Linked DNA regions of Mus musculus: region 2 is linked to region 1. The links are chromatin contacts, called in public HiChIP or PLAC-seq maps. All regions are on one chromosome and are shown on one strand. Each heading gives the region's core, a stretch centred on a gene start, on an enhancer-like site or on the middle of the called end of the contact. The rest is flanking DNA. Distances are from core to core; before and after follow the strand shown. Region 1 has its middle 30 kb from the start of Pcf11. Region 2 overlaps Rab30 (RAB30, member RAS oncogene family).

Region 1 (4,785 bases), core at 621-3,120:
CCTGCAGCAATCATGAACTACCCAATGTGGGTGCTGGGTATTAAACTTGGGTTCCCTGAAAGAATAGTACCAGCTTGTAATCACTTAAAATCTCTTAAGCCCCAGGCCAGGGTTCTTCTCTGCCATGGAAAAGAACTTCAGGATAGGCCAGGTACAGTTGAAGTTTACAGAGAGGAGATTTTTAAATATCTACTTAAGCATGAAGAGTATTAGAAAGAGGGAGGAAAGCATAAGACGGAGTCCAGGTTTCATGTGGGCTTCTCAAAAACAGCCATGACTATCTTAGCATTCGTCACATACACAAGTTTGGTGGCCTTCAAGTTACATATGAAAGAGAAAAGAAACTTTCTTCTCTTTTTCCCCATCTTATAACAATGGATTATGGGATGACTTTAGTAGTGCCTTAGTCAGGATTTCAATATGAAAAGGTAAAAAGACAGGCGTTGTGAGAATGCTGAGACATGGCTTTTCCTATGATGGGACTTCCTGTGAGACTCCTTAGAAAATTACAGGTCTACAGCTGGGGAAAGAGATGAGGGATGACTAGGCCTCCATTGCTACTTCAAATTATCATTAAAATCAGCTCTACATAAAAAGAATATCATCCCTGTATAGGCGAAGTTCACAGAAAATTTTAATTGTGCTGGACTTCTTTTTTAAAAAAGAAACATTATTTATTTGTGTGTGTGCGCACAAACACATGAATTCCCACATGTGTTACACGTGATTTCAGATCCCATGAAGCTGGAGTTACAATTAGTTGTCATCTGTCTGATGTGGTTCTGAGAACTATACTCGGGTCCTCTGTAAAGAGCAGTAAGTAATCTTACCTGCAGAGCCACCTCTCCATGCTGGTGATCCTTGGTGAGTCCAAGTAGACTCAAGGGTGGGGACTCCCTTCTCTTCTCACACCCCTTTAATGTTCCCTGTCTTTCTGTCTTGTCTCATTGTGCATATAACCCACATCTGCTGTTGGGATGCGTTCCCCGTACTCATGAGACAGAAACAAAGAGGATCTTTGCTAATTCAAGAAATTCACGATGAATTTCAGGTCAGCCAGGGCCACTAGCAAGTTCTTGTCCCAAACAAAACAAAACAAAACAAAACAAAACAGACAAACAAACAAACAAACCGTCCCACAAACAGAGAAAAACAAGAGATCAAAATGTTCTATGGGACCAAAGAGCTGCTGTTTCTCTGATATATTCAAATATGACTTTGCCCTCTATATGGGAGATTGTTGAAGTCTCTCAAGCTATTATAGTTGTACTAGAGATTGCTGAAATTTGGGAGGTGAAGACAGAAGGAAATGTCAACTTCCTAAGGAAGAGAAGCTACCAATAAAGTAAGAAGAAACATGATATAAAAGAGTTTATCAACTTGTTTTGTTTTTCCAGACATGGTCTCACCAAGTCCTGATTGGCCAGGCTAGCCTCAAACTCATAGAGATCTGCTGGGGCGCTGGGATCTGTTTTGAGTGTTACAGTACCTGGCCCCAACTGGACACTTTGGGGATATTCTGCCAGAAACTTAGAATGAGTCTGAAAGTAATTCCTCTAAGCCAACCATCAAACAAAGATGGTGTGGGAAGAGAGGCTAGAGAAGTGGAATGGAGGAGCATTCCACTGTGGGAAATGAGCAGGCACTAAGAACAGACTCTCTGGTGAACGTGTCACCTCTCACATGGCTGTATGTTTGCTTCACAAAGTAATTTCCACCAAGTTGAGAGCTTCCCTCCTGGAAGGAGGAAGAAGGCCCACAGGACTCACAAAGCTCCAATGACTCAGGAAGCTCCGAGGGTTACAGGTCTCATAAGGCTCCTCCCCTGTGGCTATATATTAGTGGCAAACAATTGCTGGGAGCACTGACTCTTAAGTCAGCTGACCTGTATGCAGCACCGGAGCTTTGTCACTCATCCAGGGGAGGAGCTTTTCAGTGGTGTGGATCTCTGAGTCACCATGGTCCTGTAAGGAAACCCAGTAAACTCACCGGGTCACCGAGCTAGACTTAGTCTCTTCTCATTGGGTGAATAGACACATGACAAGTGGTGAGACGGGCTACCTTCCACAGCCTGAAATATGCTCCAGTAATCTGTGGGCTGGAATTCCAGGCTCTCTAACAATTCAAAATGCAGAAACAGATACCACCATTTTTGGGGGATGGGTGGAGGTAGGGATTTAATCTCCTAAATATAATAGGCCTGTATAATATATTGTGATAGTTAACACACCATATAAGTTAGAATGTTCTTCATCAAGTGGGTGAAATCTAGCACATTAGTGCCTGTTCAGGTGTAGGTTATTTTGGCAAATATTGTTTCTATTTGGGCCTAATGTGTGTGGCAGTGTGTAGTGTACCCAAGGCATTGGAAGCCAGCAGCTTGCTGAGGACTGGGCCAACATTCTGCAAGGCCCTGGAGGTGTTTGTTCTGCCATCTTAATAATGTGGTCTAAGACAACATAACCTGTCAGATAAGTCAGAGAGACACTGCCCACAGGCAGCTATGTACAACCTTGACTTTAACTCCAGCAAGCAACACTACAGGCATTACTCAGCCACAGAGAATAAGTCCAAGGTGAACCTCTGGACCATTCAGAACATCACCCAGCTCGTGAAGGTTCTTAGGGAGTATTCCTAGTGGCTATAGAGAGGCAACTACCACTGCTGTTAAGGTAAGCTGGTCTTTCAGCAGCATCAATAGCACAGTCACCCTGTACAGCTTTTTACAGCTCCTTGGCCACTTACTGAACCACAGTGACCTCAAGTACCAAGAGATTCTTAAGAAGAACGAAGAGACCCTATAGAACAAGGCCATCACTCCCTACAAGGAGCACAATGGTAGGGTATGGACCTGACCTCAGCCGACCATTGGCTGAGTTTTAATGAGAGGCTAGTTGTCACAGGACACCCAGGGCTCTCAGTTACCACAGACTGCTTAGCACTTCAGGGCACCTTAGCACATTGTGGCATTACTAATTGATCTTGTCAGATTCTTGAAAGTCTATTGAAGGCTATTTCTTTTCCATCTAGATCCTTTTATGTGAGAACCAAGATTGCTTTCTTACAGGATGTCTTATGGACGATGACAACTCAACAACATACCTGATGCTACATCCAGCTGCCTATCAGCGGTGGCAGGCAGGCTGAGTGCAGCCCATGTTGCTCTGTGAACTGATACCTGCCCATTCCTTGGGGGTGTATGTTTCCATTTTTACAGGGATTCAGAACTTCACTTTTCACCAAACACTAACTCATCTTTCTCTTGAGATTACAAAAATGAACTAAATTGAGGATGCAGGGTGTGGGGGGCAGGAGGAAAAGAAAATGGGGAAGCGGAAAAGGAGAAGGCATTTCTGGGTTAATGACTCTATTTAGCTTCAAGAAGCATCTATAGTTCAAAGGAAGTAGCAATCAATGGAAGACCACACATTAATTAAATAACAGGGGGTTGGGGCAAGCCTTGAGTCACTCCAACGTTCTTTCTGGATACCCCAGAGCTGCTGTGAGCAGCTCTCTTGAAACAAGCCAATTATATACTTGAGATAAGGAAGACTCATGGTATCTTCTGGGAAAAAATGCTGAACAGGATTGTTTTTCTCCAGATCTCTTTCCTTCAAGTTCTTAAATTCCTTATTAGAAGGAGTTCTTCTGCTAGAAAAGGTACAAGTGAGTTTGGGGGACCAGGATGAAAAACATTCCTTGCTGGTAGACCTTGGACTGTTGTGGAGAACTTCCTCCTGTCATCTTCCCTTCCAGCTGCAGGTCAGCAGCCTGGTATTGGACATGTTTGGTGCTGAGGTGTTGGGGCCCCGACGGCCCACTTGATAGGAATCCTGGTCCCTTACCTTAGAGCCCTTTTTCCAGTGCGGGACTATTACAGGGCCAGGAACTAAAGGGCCCACTATTGTTTTTTAAAGCATGCCAACAATTTATAAAGGGTAGTAATTCATACTATATCTCTCACTGTTAAAAAAAAAAAAAGAATGTTGGGAATTATTATATTTCAGATGGGGAACCCAAATCTCAAACATGATAAATCACTAGATCAAGTTTACATTACCTAAAAGTGTTCAGATCAGGACTTGGGGCTTATGTTTTTCTAATCCTAAATTATTCCTTCTCTGATTCAATACTGTTTGCCTTTTAAACAACTTGTTGTAAACATACCAAAAAAATCTGTTTTGGGAATCATTTGGGACCCCTTGGACATAAGAAATTATTGTCAAGGGGTATGACCCCTATGCCTTGCCATCTTTTTCTGGTCATAAAAACTATGCACTAAACATATACATCATTGTGACAAATAATTTATACTAACCATCTAATCATCACTATGATCATATGTACATGAGTATGTGTCAATACATAGTTTTGTGTGTGTGTGTGTGTGTGTTTGTGCGTGCGCGCGTGCGCATGTTTGTGTGACTTGCTCAGTCTCATATGCCAGTAATCTATTAGATTAGAATGTTAGCATTCTGAAGGCTGGAGGGTTAGCTCATCAGTTAAGAACACTGGCCGTTCTTGCAGAGGACCCAGTCTGGATTCCTAGAATGCACAAGATAGCTCACAACTGTCTGAAAATCTGATTCTAAAAGAACGGGAGCCCCTTTCTGGCTTTTTCAGGCACCAAGCATATACATGGTGAACAGACATCTATGCAGGCAAAACATGATATATAAATATAGTCCAACTCAACCCCTAACTCTTCAGTTTCCTCCTTGTATGTGATTTGCCTTTGCTTGCAGGATTCACAAAATGACAGCATGCTTTCACTTAAAACAAATT
Region 2 (4,785 bases), core at 590-3,089, 140 kb after region 1:
GTTGCTTTTGTTTTTAAAAAAGCAAGTAAAAAATGCATTCCTGAACACAGAGCAGGGGATCGTGTACTGTAGGAATCCTTCTGTGTGTCAGCGGGTGCATGAGGGGCTATTCTTTAGGCTTCAGTGGTAATCTGGTGCCCATGGATTTCTTGACTACCAGGTAAACCAAAACTGGAAAGGCCAAGTACTGTCTCTGTAGTACTTATTGAGGACCCCATGGAGATTTTGAAAAGTGTTATTTCTTTTGTCCACAAGCACTTTCAAAACCTTTGGGATATAAAAATGGGAACTCTTCTCACGACCAACAGTAAAAATTATTGTTTAACAATATATACAAGCTCCATGACTCTTTTTGGTGCTAATGATTATGCTATTTCACAGACCAAACGTTTTAGTACATTGATACCCTTAGATGTATTACCTAAAAATAAAAAGAGAATGGGGGAAATCCATGAGTCAGCAGTCTTCTTCAGTCTCATTACCACCATTTCTAGGATGGGTTTGGATATGAGAAGCCCTTCTTCTTTCATATTCTCCTTGAAATTTATTAACATTCTTCTATTCTTTCACACTTATCGTGCCCTTTAGGTAAATCAAAGTATTAAAAAAATGGGGAAAAATATAAATTATGACATTCTAATAAAGAAGATTAGTTGTAGGACATGTTGAGTAGCATGAGAAAACAGAGCAGATATGACCAAAATACTGTGGACTATGGACTGACTGCAGGGCAGACTTCCAGACAGAGTGCAGCTCTCTAACAGGTCACGCCTTTTCCTTTCGGGAACTAGCCTTGGAGAGGCCAAGGTTTAGGATTTTGTAGACATTTTTAGTATAATAAGTGAGAATAGCAAGAGATGAAAAGTCTCACAAATCATTTTTGTATCTTCAATAAACTTAGGAAAGTGTGCTCAGGAAGCAGGCTGAGCTGTCCTTTATTAATATTAATATTGATCTCAGATTCGTCACCATACATTTCTTCCCCCTTTATCTTTTCTTCTCCCTAGTCTCCCCCTGTAGTGTTCCTTTCCCCATTCCTTCTTTTTCTCTTTCCTCCCCATACCGGTATGCACGTGTTACTCGAAGTCTCCAATTCCGATGGAGGTGTATATGCCTTTACTTAGCCGATTTCACAACAGGACTCAAGTTGGGACACGTGCTGCTGAATGACTTCCTGTTTCTTCAGTGCCGTGGCTTGATGCCTTCCAGTTTGTTCACTGTCATAGCTGCAAATACGACAGTAACTAAGTCTGTGTGCTCTTGGTGTTGCTGAAGCTTGCTGTATAGCATAACTGAGTATGAGTCACTGAATGAGGATATGACGGGAAATTCCGCTGTCGGTATTGATGGTGACAATCCTGGACCTGACATGTCACTCTTGGAAAGCTACTGAATTGTAAAGCAATGATTCAACAGGGCAGGATATTGATAACACATTTCTAGCATTTCTAACAGAGTCCAGAATGCCCAGTCTTTCTCGCCTGTGACTGCGTGTATTATTACCAGTCGTTGGTGTTGATTGGCTCACTGTGCTCTTCTTGATTCCACAGGAAAGAAAAAGGCTTCCTACAAGTTTGAACTGTCTTCCCTTTATATAGGAAGGGGAAATAAATCACTTTAATGGAAATCAAAATCATCTATAATTACCTTTGCTTAATAGCCAGCAACCAAAGGCATCAGAAGATAAACTAATCAAAGTTACAGAAAAATATATCTTTCTACTGTGAATGTCCCTAAATTTAGATTTATTACTTTTCTTTATGGCAAAATTCTGATCTCCCCAGCATAAGATGACTCAGCCTTGTCTCACAGCACTGTGTTAAAAATAACGTTGCTTTGTGAACTTTAAGGGCTTTGTTAGATTGGACTAATTTAGCTCCAGAATAACAGCTTTTGGGGTCACATTTATGTTATTTTATTCTCATTCCTTTGGGCTTATAGCACCCCCATCTGTCCCTTCGAGTTCAGAAGCAGCTCAGAGAGCTCTGCCACAGGTCCATCTCCCTCTGGGTCTCTGAGTCTTTGAGTAAATCATAGTCACCAATCTTTGGCCTATTAGTGTGGACACTTGAGAAGCTGGGCCCTTCCGTTCCACAGTTCTGTGAATTTAAGATTAGGCCATTGGGATATTTGTTCAGCGATGTATCTCAAGTTTGAGAACAATCCTTGACAATACTGTAGGTGCAATAAATACCAATTGAATAAATGAGTCAGTGCCAAGAGTTTTGTTTGTTTGTTATTTTAAAGTGAAAGTCCTTAAAGTGGTTCTTGAGATAGAATCATTTCAATCTAGGGCAGGACATAAATATTATTTTGCCTAATAATTCTTATTGCCAGGGCAATATTTGCTCAGATAAGCCTCCTTTACATATAATTATTCAATGGTGAAACCCCCCCCCAAGTTTTGGTTTATTGTGATGTCAGCTCATCCTGACAAGGCCATCGCTTCTTCTATTTGTAGTATGACAATTTTTTTTTACTTTTTAATAAAATTATTAAATATGTGACCACCTTTTCAATTTCCAATGAAAATACATGTTCAGGGTGTAGAGTCAAGCTTGGAAAAACTCTGTAGGATTGTAGGTTTCTGATAGACTGTGTCCTCAAAGAACTTAGCGGTTTCTCCTTTCTTACACAGAGCCGTGTTCCTTTGTATCTTTCATTAGATCTGTTGGATTATATTAATATTTAATTACATAGAGCCAATCATGGTTTGTGTAGACTTCAAAAGTTACATCATTGGCTTTTTCCGGCTTTCATCCCCTCTCCCCACCCGTAGTTTAGTCATTTTTTTATGTCAGCATCTTTCCCTAACTAAAAATGAAACTGAAGTGTATTAGCATTCTAGTATGTCAGGTTTTGATTTTGAAATTATTAAGAAACCACTGACCAAAACAAGATGTCTGGACTAGTATGATTGAAAGCAGTGAGGCTCGATGGAGGGAGGAAGAAAGCAGAATCTTTCTCTTCTCTTCATCAGAGTGTACCTGGAAGGACCCGAGTGATTCCCGGTGTTAGAGCAGGGACTTGCCAGTCTACTCTTTGAGCTAGCCCACAGCATCAACTTCACTTAGACTAATTCTGAACAAACAGCTGCAAATCATTTCGAACCTGATTTTTACCCCCATGTGTCCTATCAGTGGCCTTAAAGACAGGGAAAGTTCTGAGTCTTAGTCCTCCAGAATGTTCTGCATCTCATGGCCGGATGTACTTACTAGGGATCACGTTCTTACTAGTTTCTGAAAGAAGTTGTAGTTTTGTTTTGTTTTTTAAAGAATTTTTAACAGCGACGGTTCCTTTCTTCCTTCAAGCATGGTCTTGACAGGTGTGTTTCACATCTCCTTCTCTGACAAGATGTATTCCACATAAGCAATTATTGTTAAACACTAAATGAAGAAGATAGATGTTCTTTTCTGGGATTTTTGTTCCTGTGGCACGAGTTTATCTATGTTTGTTTATCTATGAAAGCTGTCTTTCCCTTATACTATACATACAGGCAATATTGGTTAATGATAGTATCCCTTCAGGTCAGTCATTACTATTGAGTAATATAGATGGTTCCTCGCCTCCTTCCTAAATCACAGGATGTTCATGTTATAATTACTCTGGGGGAGACACTGCTTTTTACTTTTTATCTTGTTTTTTTTGTTTTTGTTTTTTTTTTTTGTTTTTTTTTTTAGACAAGATCTCAGTCTATAGCTCCAGAAATCAGGCTGGCATAGAAATCACAATGTAGTTCAGGCTGGCTTTGAACTCATGGTAATTCTCTTCCCTTAGTCTTACTATAATTAACAAGCCACCATGGTTTAATTCTTTGAAACTAAAAACAAATGGAGGGGTAACTAGTGGGGGTAAATGAATTTAACACACGATATTTGAAGATTATTTGGAGGATTTTTGTAGGACATGGCATAGAGAGGAATATAAAAGATACTTCACAGTTGAAAGAAATAGAATGAAGACTATCACACCCAAGCCATAGAAACACAGATTAGGCTGTGTTGGGAAGAATATCGTGAAAAAAATTGGAACCCTCTGTAGTAGCCGCCTTCCTGTCAAACAAATGATAGATACAAACTGAGCAAAGAAAATGTGCACAGGACCTATAGAGTTGAGAGGATTGGCCCAGATGCTCTATAAACTCAGAATCCTAAATAGCAGTACCTTTTCTTATGCTCAATTAAATATATGTTGACCAACAGTTGATGATATTTTTTTTTAAAGGCATTATATTCTGTCACAGCCTTTTAGGGAAAAGGTTGGGTCACATGTCCTTAGACCAAGACACTGATCTGCCATTAAGTCCTAAGCTAAAAACTCTTGTTCGTCCCTGTTGAAATCAAACTGGCTTACGGGTTAAAAATGGAAGAAATATCATTTAGGCAGAGGTTATATGAAATCATAGAAATTATTCATCTCATTTGGCCTAATAAACAGTGTGTTCTCTTCAGGATGTTAGAAGTAATTTAGCATAGGAGAACCTTCCATTAGAGAATCCCCAACAGTTCAGTGTTCATGAGAGGACAGGAGGATCACAGGGAGGACGGCATCCTTAAGATCTGCTTTTGGAAGTCTCAAATGACATTTGGAGATTTTGCTGATTGTGGAGAAAGAGAATTTAAAAGAGTGAAGGCCAATTTGCTTCATATATAAAGTAAATGCATGCACAAAGTACAAAACAGGTCTTTAACGTGAAAATAAAATAACTAAAAACAATGTTTGCTAATTAAAATGTGTGAGCCAAATGATCACATTGTAAAGCTCCTTGCCCCCTTTCCAGTCTGA

Evidence for each region. HiChIP or PLAC-seq counts read pairs in DNA pulled down with a chosen protein or histone mark.
Region 2: a CTCF HiChIP or PLAC-seq map of the NIH/3T3 cell line shows a contact between it and region 1, with 8 read pairs. The contact joins two enhancer-like sites. A contact is called at or near these places in 1 of 15 datasets of contacts at CTCF or cohesin (the NIH/3T3 cell line) and 1 of 484 Hi-C or Micro-C datasets (embryonic stem cells).

The regions. Positions count from the first base shown.
Region 1 is chr7:92,697,056-92,701,840 of GRCm38.p6, forward strand. It overlaps the pseudogene Gm2551. Among named protein-coding and RNA genes, the nearest start is that of Pcf11, 30 kb to the left of the region's middle. Within about 2 kb of position 1,871, at least 43 of the 459 cell types and tissues checked have an H3K27ac peak or open chromatin away from gene starts, as enhancers often do. A contact at or near this core is called in the NIH/3T3 cell line, where this site is marked.
Region 2 is chr7:92,836,197-92,840,981 of GRCm38.p6, forward strand. It overlaps Rab30 (RAB30, member RAS oncogene family), which reads left to right. Exons shown (of 5, transcript NM_029494.2): 5 at 1-921. Among named protein-coding and RNA genes, the nearest start is that of Ddias, 36 kb to the right of the region's middle. Within about 2 kb of position 1,840, at least 66 of the 459 cell types and tissues checked have an H3K27ac peak or open chromatin away from gene starts, as enhancers often do. A contact at or near this core is called in the NIH/3T3 cell line, where this site is marked.